Regions from separate parts of the Anas platyrhynchos genome. Here region 2 is linked to region 1. Evidence: chromatin contacts called from public Hi-C data. All regions are on one chromosome and are shown on one strand. Each heading gives the region's core, a stretch centred on a gene start, on an enhancer-like site or on the middle of the called end of the contact. The rest is flanking DNA. Distances are from core to core; before and after follow the strand shown.

Region 1 (7,225 bases), core at 1,939-4,438:
AGTTTTAGAAGCACTGTTACTGACTAAAGCTTCTCCTAAAGCTTATTGAAGAAATGTTTAAGTGGTGTTTGTAGTATCAAAAGAACCCTTGATGTACCAGAAAAGAACATGAGAAGGTTTTAGATATTTTGAATTACAAGTTTCAGATTTCTGGAGACCATGAAATACCATGAAATTGCTCGTACAGAAACATACCCAGTTACTCATTCTGGTTCTCTAAAATCCTGTATTTCTTGACTATATACAACTCTTCAAGGTATGCTTTAAAAAGAATCTAAATAATCAATAGATGTTTGAGCCCAGAAAGAAAAAAAAAATATTTGCTATTATTATATTTAAATAAAAAGCAACCTCAAAGCAGAGAATGTAAACAACTCTTGCTCAGAGGTGAAATAGACACTTGAATTCAACTCGGCATGCTGCAGTAAGTATAGAAAGCTGGGTTTCCTCATTTGTTTCTTCTTCCCATCACTTTTTTTTTTTCTTTTTTTCCCCAGAACATCCTTTCAGACATCCTCATAAAATTCAGGGCTAAACTACTGATACCAGTGTACTGGGGGGGGGTGGGAAATTAATCGATTGTCTGTTCATCCCATGTTGTGTCCACAAGGGAAATGATCTTTTTATTGGTGGCCTTAATTATAACTAGGGAAAGACACAGGCTGGGAAAAAAAAAGGGGGAAGAAAAAAGTCTCTTACCCTGAAAATATTTTTAAAAATGAGTCCCACCATAAATTGCTTGTTTGACTCTTTAAGTATAATCAATCTACTATACCTAAATTCTAATACCTTTAGAATATCATATATGCAATGACTATTCTAGGTGTAGAACTGTAATCTAAGATTATTATACGTTTTGTACACAAGTCTTATTCTGTGTCTTCTGACTGCCAACATAGAGATGTATATGCTGGCCTACAAAGTCAGTTTTTCTTCAGAGTTTGCAACCCAAACTAATAGTGTACGTTTATGGGAATCCTGGTTGCTTGCTTGCTTACTGTCATCTTGCAAAAGCCGTGCCAGTCTTTTGAGAATGCTCAGATATTTGGAAGAAAATCCAGGTTGAAATAAAAATAAACTGACAGTTAAAGGCTCATAAGAAGGTATTACTTGTCTTTTCAACCCCAGTGTAATTTGATTTTTTCCTTAAACGTGTTTTGTTTGATCTGGAAAATATATTTCTATCTTTGAGATAGTGTTGGAAAATGTTTTCTTCGTTGTTAAAGCAAGTATGCAACTTCTTTTACCTTTGAAATTTGAATATTCTTAGTGTTCATGTATGCCCAAAGTAGCAGGAGAAGCAAACTGAAATTTGTTTTGAATGCAACATGCTACTCTTAAAAAAAAAAAAAAAAAAAAAAAAAAAAAAGTAAAATCTTAAATTTGAATATAAGGTGTTCTTAATTGAAGGAAAAATCTTAAAAGTAAGTAGGGTCATGAATATGTTTTGACAGTCTTTGTACAACATAAATACTGTGGTATCACTTGTCTGAAGTATGTTTTAAAATAGACTTTTTTTCATACCAAAGCAATCATTAGTTAATGAAGTCCTCTGAAGTACTTTGTTTCAAAGAGTTAAGAATTTTCCATTTGCAAAGGACTGAATGTGAGTGATACCACCAAAATTATTTCTGTATTTATGGTGGTTTACTTTATGTTTTCACTTTATCCGCTGAAATACAAGGCATTTCCTGGTATTTCCAAGACAAACTATCAAGTCTCAATTAATTCATCAGCTACCCTGCTGGTATCCTGCTTTTCTCTGTACTGCTCCCTGCACTGAAGAACTCTTCCTCCTTCCTCTTAAAAGAGGTTCTGGTTCTTTTAACTAAACAAAACAGGTGCCAGGTGTTCTGGAGTTCAGGTGGCTGGTTATCAGCTAAGTTTTTGGCTGCAAGTTGTTGATCAGACATAAAAGTGCCATGAAGCGGAAAGTTCCTTTCCTTCCAAGACTCATTGCGTGTCGCCACTTTTCCAGAAAAATGCTTTTCATCAAGATGCTGATTTTTCAGCCAGCTTTTGAGCAGCATTCAGTTTTATTGATATGTGCATATACGCTCATAACATGAATGCACAGATTTATTTTTAGTTCTTTCATCCTTGTGGAGCAAGATCTTTAAAGACATTTCAAAGCTAGGAAACTAAAGCTAATGGTCATGTTTAATTCACAAAACATATTTCAGGATATGTTGAGAAACTTGACATGCTCTTGGGCTCAGCCTTGCAGTTAGCCAACTCTAGTTGTTAGATTGCTGTGTGGGAGCAGAGCTCACTAGGTGGCGATATAGCATAGATATAAACAGAATTATTAAAGCACAAACTAAGTGCAGATAAATATGATAGTGATAACTCAGTCACTTCCAGTTTGGAGACAGTTTGATCTTGTGGGTGTCAGGTTTTTGTGTTCTCCTCTATAGCTTGTGTTCATTCAGTAGAATCTTTTTTATAGAACCACAAAAAAAAAAAAAAGGTTACATTTCTAAACAGTTGCTAATTTCATTTTTAAAAATTAAAAAAAAAAAAGAAAATGCTCTTCTCTACCATGATTTGAGGCTTGTGCATTGTGCCTCACGGTTAAACTCAAGATTTGTCTTTTTGCTGTTGTTTAACTTGAGATTAAAACAGTATATTTATCACAAAAAAAAAAAAATACCATGTGTTGGATGAACTGGGTTGTAAAGTAGTATTTAGGAGATCCAAGAGTAGTGGTGAGGAAGGATCAAAAAAAATTTGGCTTTGAAAATTTTAATAACTATGAAGTCCAGCATTAATTGTAAAATGTGGTTATTCTTTTATTTTTTAATTGCTATCACCTGAATGTAAATCTCAAAAGTACGCTGTGGTCCTCTGAAAAACTACTTTACTGATTAAGAGTTTGAGAAAGACCACTGTATTGATTGAAAGAGCAAAGAAGCAGGGGCTAGAACACCCAGCGAGCGTGTGCACGAGCTGCGAGCGGGTCTGAAGGCAGAGGCTTCTCAAGCGCAGACCCTCCTGCGTATCGCTTTAGCTGGCTGCTATTGTGAGAGTGAGTGGGGAGGAAGGTTGTAATTAGGTATCCATGTAGGCTGAACCCGCCATTTTACTAAGCTCTGCTGGAGTAGGTCCTTGTAAGGGAGATGGCAGGAGGCTGGGAGAGCATGAAATGGCAGCCGACTAGCAGTAATCCGGCCATATGCACCCTACAGGAAGCCACTGTTTTGCACAGCTTTTGAATCCGCCCATCCCCTCTGGGTCAGGGACGGCGCTAGGAAAGATGCAGTTTTCAGGAAAAGCTGCTTGGACTTTGTTTACCTTTCTGATGGGCTGGTAGGCGAAGTCCCCTACAAAGAAATTGACTGTGTTAGTGGGTAGCCCTGTGCTTTCTTAGAAAGGGATTGCGTGGCACGCTGCTCCCGCGCCCCAGTGCAGCCCTGTAGCACTGCTGGCGGACGGGCCGGGGGACAGAGACCAGCCATTCGCCACAGTGGGGCACTAGTAACCAGGCTAAATAAAACAAGGTCGGGGCTTGTTTCTCTAACAGAAAATAGTGTGTTTTGCACACAGTTTTCCTTAGTGGGTTGTAGGTTTCACGTCCACCGTCCCTTCTCTTTCCTGCAGGCAATGGAGCATGCAAACGGTATGGAGCTGGATGGCAGGAGGATTCGGGTGGATTACTCAATCACCAAGAGAGCACATACACCCACTCCAGGCATCTACATGGGCAGGCCAACACAGTAAGGAGTTTGCTCATTTCCTTCAGTGGGATTAAATTAATTTCAACTGAACGATTGAAGTCTGGTTGAAAAACTGAACTGCAGACTTCTTTTTTTAATTTTAGAGTTACGCCAATTGTATCTTCTCACAAAGGTATTAATATAATTGTGTTACTGTGATTCAGTATATGCTTAATATACTATTAAGTCCTACTGTAGTTTCCTGTATTTTTATTTATTTAAAAGATTGAATATGTTATTAAAAAAAAAAACATCCAGCACAACCAGTTAAGGCACCTTTAGCTTACTTAAATATTAGGCTGTCCATTTGCCTTTGATTTTGATGTGAATTAGCCTGAAAACCTTGATGTTGATTTTATCTGTTTTGTTGTGTTATTTTAAATGTTTTTCTTTGAACGTTTAATCATTAGATTAATTGCTTCATCTTAAGTGTCTCATTTACAAGAACACTGGAAAAAGTTTCTGAATTATTTAATTTGATGAAGAGTAGAATCTGAAGTACTTCCTGCTCTTTTTTTCCCTAATAGCAGTGGAGGAGGTGGTGGTGGCGGAGCAGGTCGTCGCCGTGACTCTTACTATGATAGAGGGTATGACAGAGGTTATGACAGATACGAAGAATATGACTACAGATACAGGTGCATAACTTTAATTTTATCTCTGTAGGAAAAGTGGGTTTGGGGGGAAATTGAGAAGTTAAGTGGCAAAAAAAAAAGTGACTCTTTGTACCAAGATTCGATATATGTGCTTGCTTTGTTCGAGAGTCTTGTTACGATAGTTTGGGTAAGATTAGTTGTCATCTTCAGTGCCTCGGTAATTCAGCTACATACTAAATAATTAAGTGAGAGGTTAATTTTGCTACCTGGAGAAGGTAGAGCATATATTCTGCAAACGTAGTGGACAGACAGGAAGAGGACTTTTTCCATACTGGATATAGAATCAGGAACAGCTGACAAACAGTGCTGTTAAAGAAGAGGTTATTTGTAGATGGGGGTTTTTAATGCTTGACATTTCATAGCTATCTGACTGTTTTGAAAGTTATCTAGTTTCAGAGAATGTTGTACAACAAGAATTGTAGGCATCTGTAAAAGCACTTAGGTGTTTGCAGGGCTAGTGAGAGTTTATTAAATGTTCTGTAGAAATACCCACATAGTTTTAAACCCATCAGATAGAGAAATGTGAAAGCATTTGTTAAACAGCTATAAGCCACAGCCAAATAAAGCTGAACTCTTTCATGCTGGCCAAATCTGTCAGTGCTAAGGAAATGGTTTTGTTCTGTAGAAGAAATGTGAATGAGGCTTCTTTCATTATGATGATGTTTGTTTTCTTTTTTAATTTTCCTTAAAGGAGACGATCACCATCGCCTTACTATAGCCGGTACCGATCACGATCAAGATCCCGTTCCTATAGTCCAAGTAAGTAAATACACAGGAAAAAATAGAATCAGGCCAGCATAAGGCTTGTTACTAGTCTAATAATCGATCAGTGGGAGTTCTGAAAACAAAAAACCTGGGCACTTCCAGTGTTTGTGTTCATGTGTACTGTTTGTTCACAGTAATGATGTCTGTTTTTTTTTTTTCCAGGGCGCTATTGAAGATGAGAGGAGTTACAGTTGAGGACATGATTTTTAAATACAAGGTTCAGATCTTAGCTTCCCTACTGCTTCCCTCCCTCCCTTGTTCTCCATCCAGCTATTTTACAAAACTTTGGTTCATTTAGAGTATACATATCTTCAGTTGAAGTATTCCTGTTTTCCATCCCTTCTTATTGTAATACTCTTAAATATTGTAATTGTTGTAGTTTTTGTGTAGTAAAACATCTTGAGCAAAATGAAATAGAAAACCCAAAGTGTTGATACATTTTGGAAGTCATTCCTATTTTGTTTTTAAACCAATTGGACTCCTAGCTAATTACAAGACAGCAATGATATTTTTAAAGCTTGCATGTCATATGTAATACACTCAGATACTTTAACATAAACCTGCATTTCCAAGTAACTCGTTAATCTTTCTGTTAAAATGTTTACCTATTACTTTGATAAACAAATAACGACTTTGAGCCTTTCCTGTAATGACAAATTTATTTAGATAGTCATGAACCAGAGGATTTCTTTTTTGTCAGGTAGTTGCTTTGAGTGTAGAATATTTGAGCTAGAGCAAAATTTGGTATTTGGCTGACCAGGAAAATAGATCCTTGTACACTGAAAATTAAGACTGTATTTTATAAATAAGTTTTTGGATTGCTACACAGTGGATAACATCTACAGTAAAAAACATATTTTTTTTTTATTGTACTTGGTTGAATATTTCCCCCCAGTCAGTGCAGGAGAAAAATATTTATTGAACATAGCAATTAGTTATATAATTTGCTGTTCATTTAAACAACAACAACAAAAACTTTTTGGTATTGCAATAATGATTTAAGCAAGTTTTGTTTCCAGTCCTTTTTGGAGTTCGAAAGTATGGATGGAAAGACCTGTGACTACATGTAAACCTTTTTTTTTCCCCCCTCAATAAAAGTTAATTCCACTGAAATGCGTCTTCTTGTTTTCTGTCCTACATCTCATGTCACCTTGGAATACAGGTTAAGCAGGACATGATATTGCTGTATGAGTAATAAAGTCAGCATTTATCTGTTTCCTTAGGAGCTTTGTCTTCCCTGGGAATTGGCATGCAGTTATATGAGATGGCTAAGCAGAGTGGGTAGTCCAGATTTTTCTTGGACTATCTTTGGCACTTGCTGGAGTCATGGTGAGATGGTTTAAGGAGAAGAAACACTGTTGACTTTGTTTAGATTTCTGGCAAGATTTGCCCTCAGAAATAACTCACCATGTGGCTGGTTGAATGTTGATGTTGGCACAGCAAAAGGAATAAGACTACCAAGCTCTCACAGCAAAAATAATTTCATCCTGACTGTCAAGGAATGCCACCAAAAGTGTTCGTCATAATTTTAACAGAGTAAGCATATGAAACAATTTTGTTAACTATTTCTGAATGCCAATGCTGGGAACTATTCAGAAGTAATTACAAGAAACAAACACGTACCCAACTCTTCTAAAGGTTTGATACAACATGCCAGGAGAAACTGGTGACAAAACAAGTTCTGTCTTACTGATTCTTGCTCATATTACTCGTCTACATTTTATCCATTATTTGTGATTGAATGCTCGTAGTAAAATGAAAACAATCTGAAACACTGAGGTTCAACAAATAACCCATGGGCTCTGGTTTACAGGTATTTATTGATGAACCAGGTAGTTTCATAAAAGCTAAGAAAATCGTCCTCAGTAAACCAAATTGCCAAAGAGAAAATGTATTTCTTTAATTTCAAAATAACAGGGAGACAGGGAGTACTGTGCAGAAATAGTGAGGCAACATGAAGCAAATGCACAGGGAGATGGCCGCAGGGCTGGTTGGGGGAGGCACGTTCAAGCTCAGGGTTTTTGTGATAATTGGGGGATGGAGAGACAGAGCTGGCTGCAGCGTGCCAGGTTACAGTGTTTCTGGTCTCTG
Region 2 (6,988 bases), core at 3,851-6,350, 92 kb after region 1:
CTCAATCGTGTGGATTAAAACCTAGGTGGACGCAGTCTCTGAGACAGCTCAGAGGGTTAAGGAGCAGTGTAAGTGGAAAACTTGTGATGAAGAGGAGTGGGATGCTGAATCCCACTATTCAGCATAGTGGGTCCTGGGCTATTCCTCAGTTTTAGTGGCAAAAGAGCCTTTGCTTCATAGGCTTCTTGGAGGAGATGCAAGTCAAGCGTGCTGAGAGGTGTATGATAGCTGACAGACATGTTGGAAGCAGTAGCTCTGAGAGCATCATGTCTGGGGAAGGTTACTTAGTTTCAGCTTTAAAGTGTTCCCTTTCATAGTGAAGCAGGTGGCTTTAGCTTTTAATGAAAAAATCACACTTCATTCTTAGCTCAGAACATAAATTTAATATGGAAATAGCTTATAAAATGCTGTTTAATTTTTATTCCACTATTGTCTTCTCTATTGTTGAAAATGACATGTGATTTTTGAAGTGATGCAGCTTTGGGCCAGGGTGGGCTGCAGAGTTCAAGTGTAATCAAAATTTGTCATAAATAACTAAAGACATTAGCTCATACTTGTAGTACAGTGCTGTGTAATGCAGCACTGGTGTTGACATGCTGTGGGGACAAAAATTGCTTCTTTGCGACTGATGAGCTCTTCAGTATCCTGGTTGGAATAAACATCTCAAACTGGGTCTTTAAGCCAGGGACTTGCTTTGCTTTTCCTTGTTTTAAAACCCTCAAACCACCTGAGGTCCTGTTCATCTGCTGACTTCAGCTGAGGCAAAATTATCCTTTGGGGCGTCTGCAGCAGAAGGCTTTTTGCTGGTCACACGTGCGGTGACTCTTCTGGCTTGTGCTGATGCAGAACCTCTGAGCTGCAAGACCTCTGTGCTCCCACATGTCTCAGTGAATGCTTAAATGGTCTCAAAAGGATTTTCCCCAGACTCTTCATTTACTCTAATCCCCTGGAACCATCTCTGTTTCGGTTAATATTTAGGGAATTTCAGAGTCAACTTTTTCTTAAGCAGCTTCCAATTGTAGAACCTGAGGAGTGGCAGAAAGACTATTTTAGGGGATCGCAAGGAGTAGGCTAATGCCTAGTTGTAGGAGGAGAGGACAATTAGCAACTTGTCTGTGAAACCTGTTGCCAAGAAAACTTACTGAACCCTGCGCAATAAGGATGGGGAAATTCTGCACTTAGAGGTAGTAAATGCGTTGCTCAGACTTGGCAAGTAGCGCGCTGCCTTTTAAATACCTAGTTTGGAATATTACCTTTGAAATGTCTGCATGCAATTTCAGGTTTAATAGGAGGTGAAGATTAAGATTTGAAATTATACTGATGTAAGCTGTCATTAAGTTTGGGCATACACATTCATTTTATTTTAAAAGCGCCTTTTATATTGTAGTAAAAGTATACAGTAGGTTAATAAACTATCATTTTGAATAGTTAATTTCACAGGGATGTGGGCTCCAAGCCTTTACGTTTTTAGGGGCTGTTCTTTTGTGAGTGCTCGGATGCTGGTTGCAGCAAGAGGAACCTGGCTGCAGTGGCAAGCTGCACAGATGTGTGGCGTGCCTCTCACTTCTGTCAGTGCTTCCTTCTTTCCTTCCTTTCCCAAAAGGGATTTCTCCCTTTTTGTTATGACAGCTAGCCTGAAGAGAATAACTGAGATGAGCAATGGCAATTCTACCATGGAATAAATTGCAAGTTGACTTTTTCACTTCTTGATGTAAACCGGAAACTTTTTCAGCAACCTTTTGGTGATGGACACGAAACGTGAGGATGCAACAGAGCACAACAATATACCTGTGTTCTCTGCTAGCTACTGGTGTAGCCAACTGTTTTCTGCAACATGATTTCTTAGTGGGAAGAAAGTGAAGTGTGAACCACCTGGATTTTAGAGGCGTTACAACAGCGGGTATTTTGATGTTTTCATTGGAATACTCTGACACCCTGATTTTCCTCAAGATTTAAGTATTTCTTGCCCCTTCGTTTTTGATTTGACCAGAACAAAATTATGCCAGATGAGACTGCTTTATTCAGACTTTACCTGTTCTTCCTTGTCTTTCTACCAATGGACAAACGAGCTGTGATTTTTTGAATTGTGAGGATGCTCTTGCTAGTGATTCCCCTGGGACAGAGAATAATACTTATCTGGGGAAAACAAAAGCAGAGTTGTGAACATGCTTGGGATTCTGTTCTGGAAAGATTTTATTCACAGATATTTTATTCTAGATTTGCTCCTTTTTAATTCTTCTTGCCTCTTGTTTTACTCCACACTGTGAACACATGTTTTGGAGGCTTATCTTCGAAGGTTAGGACTCATGGTGCAGTGTGACTTCTCGGAGATGTGGTCTGCGTTTTCACATTCATGAAGTTTCAAGCTTGGATTTACTAACTTGGGAAAGAATACAAGCTCTGCATGCTTGCTTGTCCCGTGATTAAAAAATAAGAAGTTATAGCTTGTCACAGCAGTTGTCTTGAATATTAAATGTTCTGATAAAATTATTATAAATTTTGGTGTAATTACAGACTTCTCTAAATGTATTTTAAAATTGAAATGTCTTTCTTTTTTTCCCCTCTTGATAGGTGCTGGACAGTTTGTTAGCTCAGTATGGAACAGTGGAGAACTGTGAGCAAGGTATACTATCCAATCTGACTGCTTCTAAATTTGTTGTAGGAAGTGAGTGCACGCTGAATTTACCCTTTTCCATTGCCTCTTTCTCTCCAGTGAACACTGACACGGAGACTGCAGTCGTAAATGTAACGTACGGCAATAAGGACCAGGCTAGACAGTAAGTGTCTCGTTTATTTGTTACCGTAGGCTAACTTGCATGTTGGAGTTCACATTGTTTTAAATTTTATATGCATCTTTGCTTCCTATTAATCTACCAACAAAATGATAACGTGAGCAATAATATTTTAAGAAAGCCTTTCTGCCTTGCCCTTGCCAAGTCTTGTGTGATTTATCTTAGTTTGCTGTTTTGTCGTCAACTATTCCTACACTTGGATTGTATGAGAAAATTGAAAATTTAGGTAAACTTAGTTGACTGTGGTGGGCAGAAGATTAGTGATTTGCCAATGGCAGAGGATGGGAATTAATGATTTTTTTTATCTATTTTTAAAAGCTTTGTCCTTTTACAGTGTTGGTTGTTATGTGTTTGTCTCCTGTGTAACAGAGGTTGTATTCTCTTGTTGGTTTCTGTTCTGTTGAGGTTTTACCTCAATAAATGTGTCTTTTTTTTTTTAACTAGAAAATTTAACACTTTTTCCAAGCAGGTCACTATTGGAAAAACTGAAGTATTTATTTGGGCTTTTTAACTTTAGGTAGTCAACTTTGCTTGCTTATATCTTCAGTAGTTGAGGAATTTTGATCTAGATATTGAAACTTAAAAATATAACGTTTTGTTTTCGTAGTCAGCAGTTGTGTATCGTTTCCCTTTTAAATGTTGTCATTATTTGTTATGCTATAGGTTCTATCTTGCTTTTCCACTGCAGGTAGAAACACAGAAGTCTTTTTTTCTTAATTCCTAATCTGGGGACATAAACATATTTTCCTCCTCCTTTATGACCACAGCAGGTTTAAACAAAACCCAACCCAGGGAATAGCCTGCAATGAATTTCTTTTTTTAACTTTGAAATTTCTGCCACCTTGTGGCTAACTAAAACCAGCAGTTAAGATGCGGGCTATGCTTATGGTTTGCATTAATATACAATTACAAATGAAATAAATTTGTACACATAATTAAGTAATTAGGACTTCTGTGCAACTTGAATGCAACACATGTTTCATCTTTCCAAGTGTTAGGTTACTTGTTAGTGTACTCTAAGCAAATGTGATGGGAAACTTGTGTCAACAGTGTGCCTATTATACATAGTGGAGCTGAAGCAAACAGTAGTTTTCTTCAATTCACTATTAAACTTACCTTCTCAAAACCTGAATCATTCAACGTGTTCTTCAGGCTCTTCTTTAATTCTGTTGCACAATAATTAAGAAAGATGTTGAATTTCTCGTTCTGAAGAAGCCTATGGTGCAATGTTAGAAATCCTGCATGTGCTAATTCCCTCTTTGAAAATGTAAGAAGGAAGTACCTAAAATACCATGGAAAGAAGCATGATGCATATTTTTGATCTGTCATCTGTGGTGTGGGTTCTTGGATTTGTGCATTCCATGCTGAAACTGAAGACAACAAAGTACAATTTCTTCCCCCTCAGCCTGTACTTGTTAAATTTTGAGGTTAATACCGAGAAAATGCTGAGATAAGCCAAGCCTGCGAGGAAGCAACTGAGATAAATTTGTTTTTGCATGAGAAATCACATGAACGTAACTGAAGGTATCTTGAGTTCAAAGCAGGTGAACTAGCATCCAGCGCAAGTGTTGGTAAGAGGACCTGAAGCGGCTGAATGATGACACAGTGTCAGCTGCCTTGGGCAGGTAGGGCAAGTAGAAGAGCCTTGATTTGTGTGGTGAATGCCTTGAGAGGGACTTGAGTTTGCCTAAGGACACAAGCCTGTTTTCCATAAGGAAAATGTTAAATGAGGATGGTTGGCTTTAGGGTGAAGGCCTGCAACCACTTAGCAACCCCCAGGAGAAGTGGGTATTTTTTAAGGAAAAACAGTAAGGAATTGTAATGTAGAATCACAACAGGGTATATGCATGCGTGGCTGATCTATAGTAGCTGTGGTGATGTTTCAGTTGGATGTTTTGCTAGATGTGACCTAGCTTTGCTTCTTGGAACTGGTTATGGTGGGCAGCAATGGCTTTGGAAGGGGGGCGGTGCACGAGTGCTGACATCTGATAAAAGTTAGTGTTGGTCAGCCTGTGCAGTGGTGGGAGCAACAAGAACCGACTTTGTGGAAGCTGTTTATAGGCTGCTTGGGATTCAGCAGCTGATAACGAGCTCTGCCTTGTGAGACTTAACTGTTGAGGGCAAACAATGCTATTACCCATTTGTTGCAAGGACTGAGACCGTCCGTTCCCTGTGGTGCTGCATGCAGTGGGCTCCCAGTCCTGAGCATCTCACCAACTTTTTTCAGTGCACTCCCTAACTTCACAGCTAAGTGTTGGCTGACAAACCATGCAGAGCTGGCTGCTTCCCCTCTGGACAGGCTGTACGGCATAGCCCTGCCTGCCGGAGTGTGTGCATGTGGCACTCTGCCGTGATGGTGCTGGAACAGCCTGGAGATGCTCCTGATAAGCAGTTTTATACAAGTGTGGTATGCTTGGCTTGAAGGGTGGTACTGTGTATAAAGCTCTTGGATCCACCCAGCTGGGAAACTGAGCATTCCTCTGTCTTGCAAGCCTAATTGCTGTGGCAGAGGTCTTCCCTCCCCCCCCCCCCCCTTTTCTAGGCTGGTACTGTAATTGCGGCATATACAGTATAGCACCGCATCCAAAATCAACTTTGAGACTAAAATTAGTGAAGAACATTGCAGTTCTTTTAAGCAGTAAGTCTGGGACAGAGCACACAGCACCCAAAATCTGAGATGTGAGGTGCCCAGCTGCTGGTTTCTAGTTGGAATAGAGGTCTGTGGCTTTGACCTGTCACCACACTGTCTCTTTCCTAGCTGAGCAGGTGTGATGCTGGCTGGGCAAGGAAAGCAGGATGGTGCTCCTCATCCTCAAGTGGGCAGACCAGGTGTCTGCAGGAGGCCCAGGAGGTTTGCAAGCACCAAGTCATGCACAGGCCAGGGAGATCCACTCATACTCCTTGAGTAGCAAGGAGAAGACTTGAGACTGCCTGGGGAGCTCTGTGACCCCAAACCTGCCCTCCTGCAAGCAGCTGCAGGGAGGAAGCCTCATCTTCACCAGAAGTTAAGGAGGGTCTTAAAAAGCATGTGCACACTGTGCTTGCACATGCGGTTACTGACTGTTGCAGTGGATTCTGGAATGTTTGGGGGAGAGGAGTGGCAGAGCCCGGTGTGTGCAGTTGAGGCTGAACACACAACCAGTGCCATGTAGGTCTTGGGGCCTGCTCACCAAAGGGGACTCCCTCCTCTCCCCTTGTCGATCCAGGACAGGCTGGCCATGTCCTTGTGGCTGTTGGCTTCATAGTCATGCTGCCTCCTCTTTCCCTCCCCAAAATGTAGCTTGTAGGCATCTTGTACATGCTACAGGATTCAGCTCTTCCCAGGGTTTTGGAAGGTTTTTTGTGCAAAGTTGGCTTCATGCCTGTGGAGGTGGTGCCTATCGTTTGAAGATGGGGCTGGATGTCCATTTTCTCATTTTTTTTTCTAGCTCAGGAGTGAGATATGCCTGTTGGTTGTGTCTCATAAGTGATGGTGTGTTTTAGCTGCTGGCTGCAACGTGAGGAGCTCGGGATCTGTGTTTTCGCAGATACAGGTAGATATATTACTATAAGATGCTAGTGATCACCTTTTAATTAGAATCTATACAAAAACAGGGTTTTTTTTTACCCTTTCAACGAGGCACAAAGCTGTGTGCACACCACACGTATCCTTGACAAATGAATGAGAGTTCACATAACTAATACTTTTATATTCCATCATGGGTCAGGACTAATGTTGCCATAGGAACGATAAGACTGAAAATTTGGTGTGGTATATGATTATAAGCTTAGATTTGTCTTTTGCTTTGTTTTTATTTTCACAAATACTAATGAAAACTATATTTTTACTTAATGTGGAAAAAAAATCTTTATGCTGAGGAAAAATTACCATGTAAATCTGTCTTCTCGGTATGCAAATGTATCTGTTTAGGGAGGAAAAATGAAAGATGGTGTATGTACAAGCTGCATGTGGGAGTGAAATATGTTCTCCATCTAGTGCTTAGTGTGATCACGCTATCAATGGATGAATGATTTCCTGCACAAGACTTGGTGCTTCTACTGTATTCATTTATTTAGGATATTTAACCTCTGCTAGCATCAGAAGGGAGAAGAAGGCTGAGCAAATATCTCCGCATAGGAAGTTTGCAAGAGGACAGCCATGAGGTGTAATTTTGATGGGGGAAAAAACTCAGGTGACTAATTTACAAAATGTTTAT

What was found. Hi-C and Micro-C count contacts between places; a contact is called where the count stands out from the background.
Region 2: a Hi-C map of F5 follicle shows a contact between it and region 1, with 2.2 times the contacts expected there. The contact joins two enhancer-like sites. A contact is called at or near these places in 3 of 8 Hi-C or Micro-C datasets (F5 follicle, liver and subcutaneous adipose tissue).

Annotation. Positions count from the first base shown.
Region 1 is chr2:125,943,658-125,950,882 of IASCAAS_PekinDuck_T2T, forward strand. It overlaps TRA2A (transformer 2 alpha homolog), which reads left to right. Exons shown (of 8, transcript XM_038175710.2): 5 at 3,601-3,716; 6 at 4,244-4,351; 7 at 5,061-5,128; 8 at 5,297-6,247. The coding sequence ends at 5,307. Among named protein-coding and RNA genes, the nearest start is that of TRA2A, 23 kb to the left of the region's middle. Within about 2 kb of position 3,189, at least 3 of the 8 cell types and tissues checked have an H3K27ac peak or open chromatin away from gene starts, as enhancers often do.
Region 2 is chr2:126,033,256-126,040,243 of IASCAAS_PekinDuck_T2T, forward strand. It overlaps IGF2BP3 (insulin like growth factor 2 mRNA binding protein 3), which reads left to right. Exons shown (of 16, transcript XM_038174133.2): 5 at 2,572-2,623; 6 at 2,714-2,777. Among named protein-coding and RNA genes, the nearest start is that of MALSU1, 49 kb to the right of the region's middle. Within about 2 kb of position 5,101, at least 1 of the 8 cell types and tissues checked has an H3K27ac peak or open chromatin away from gene starts, as enhancers often do.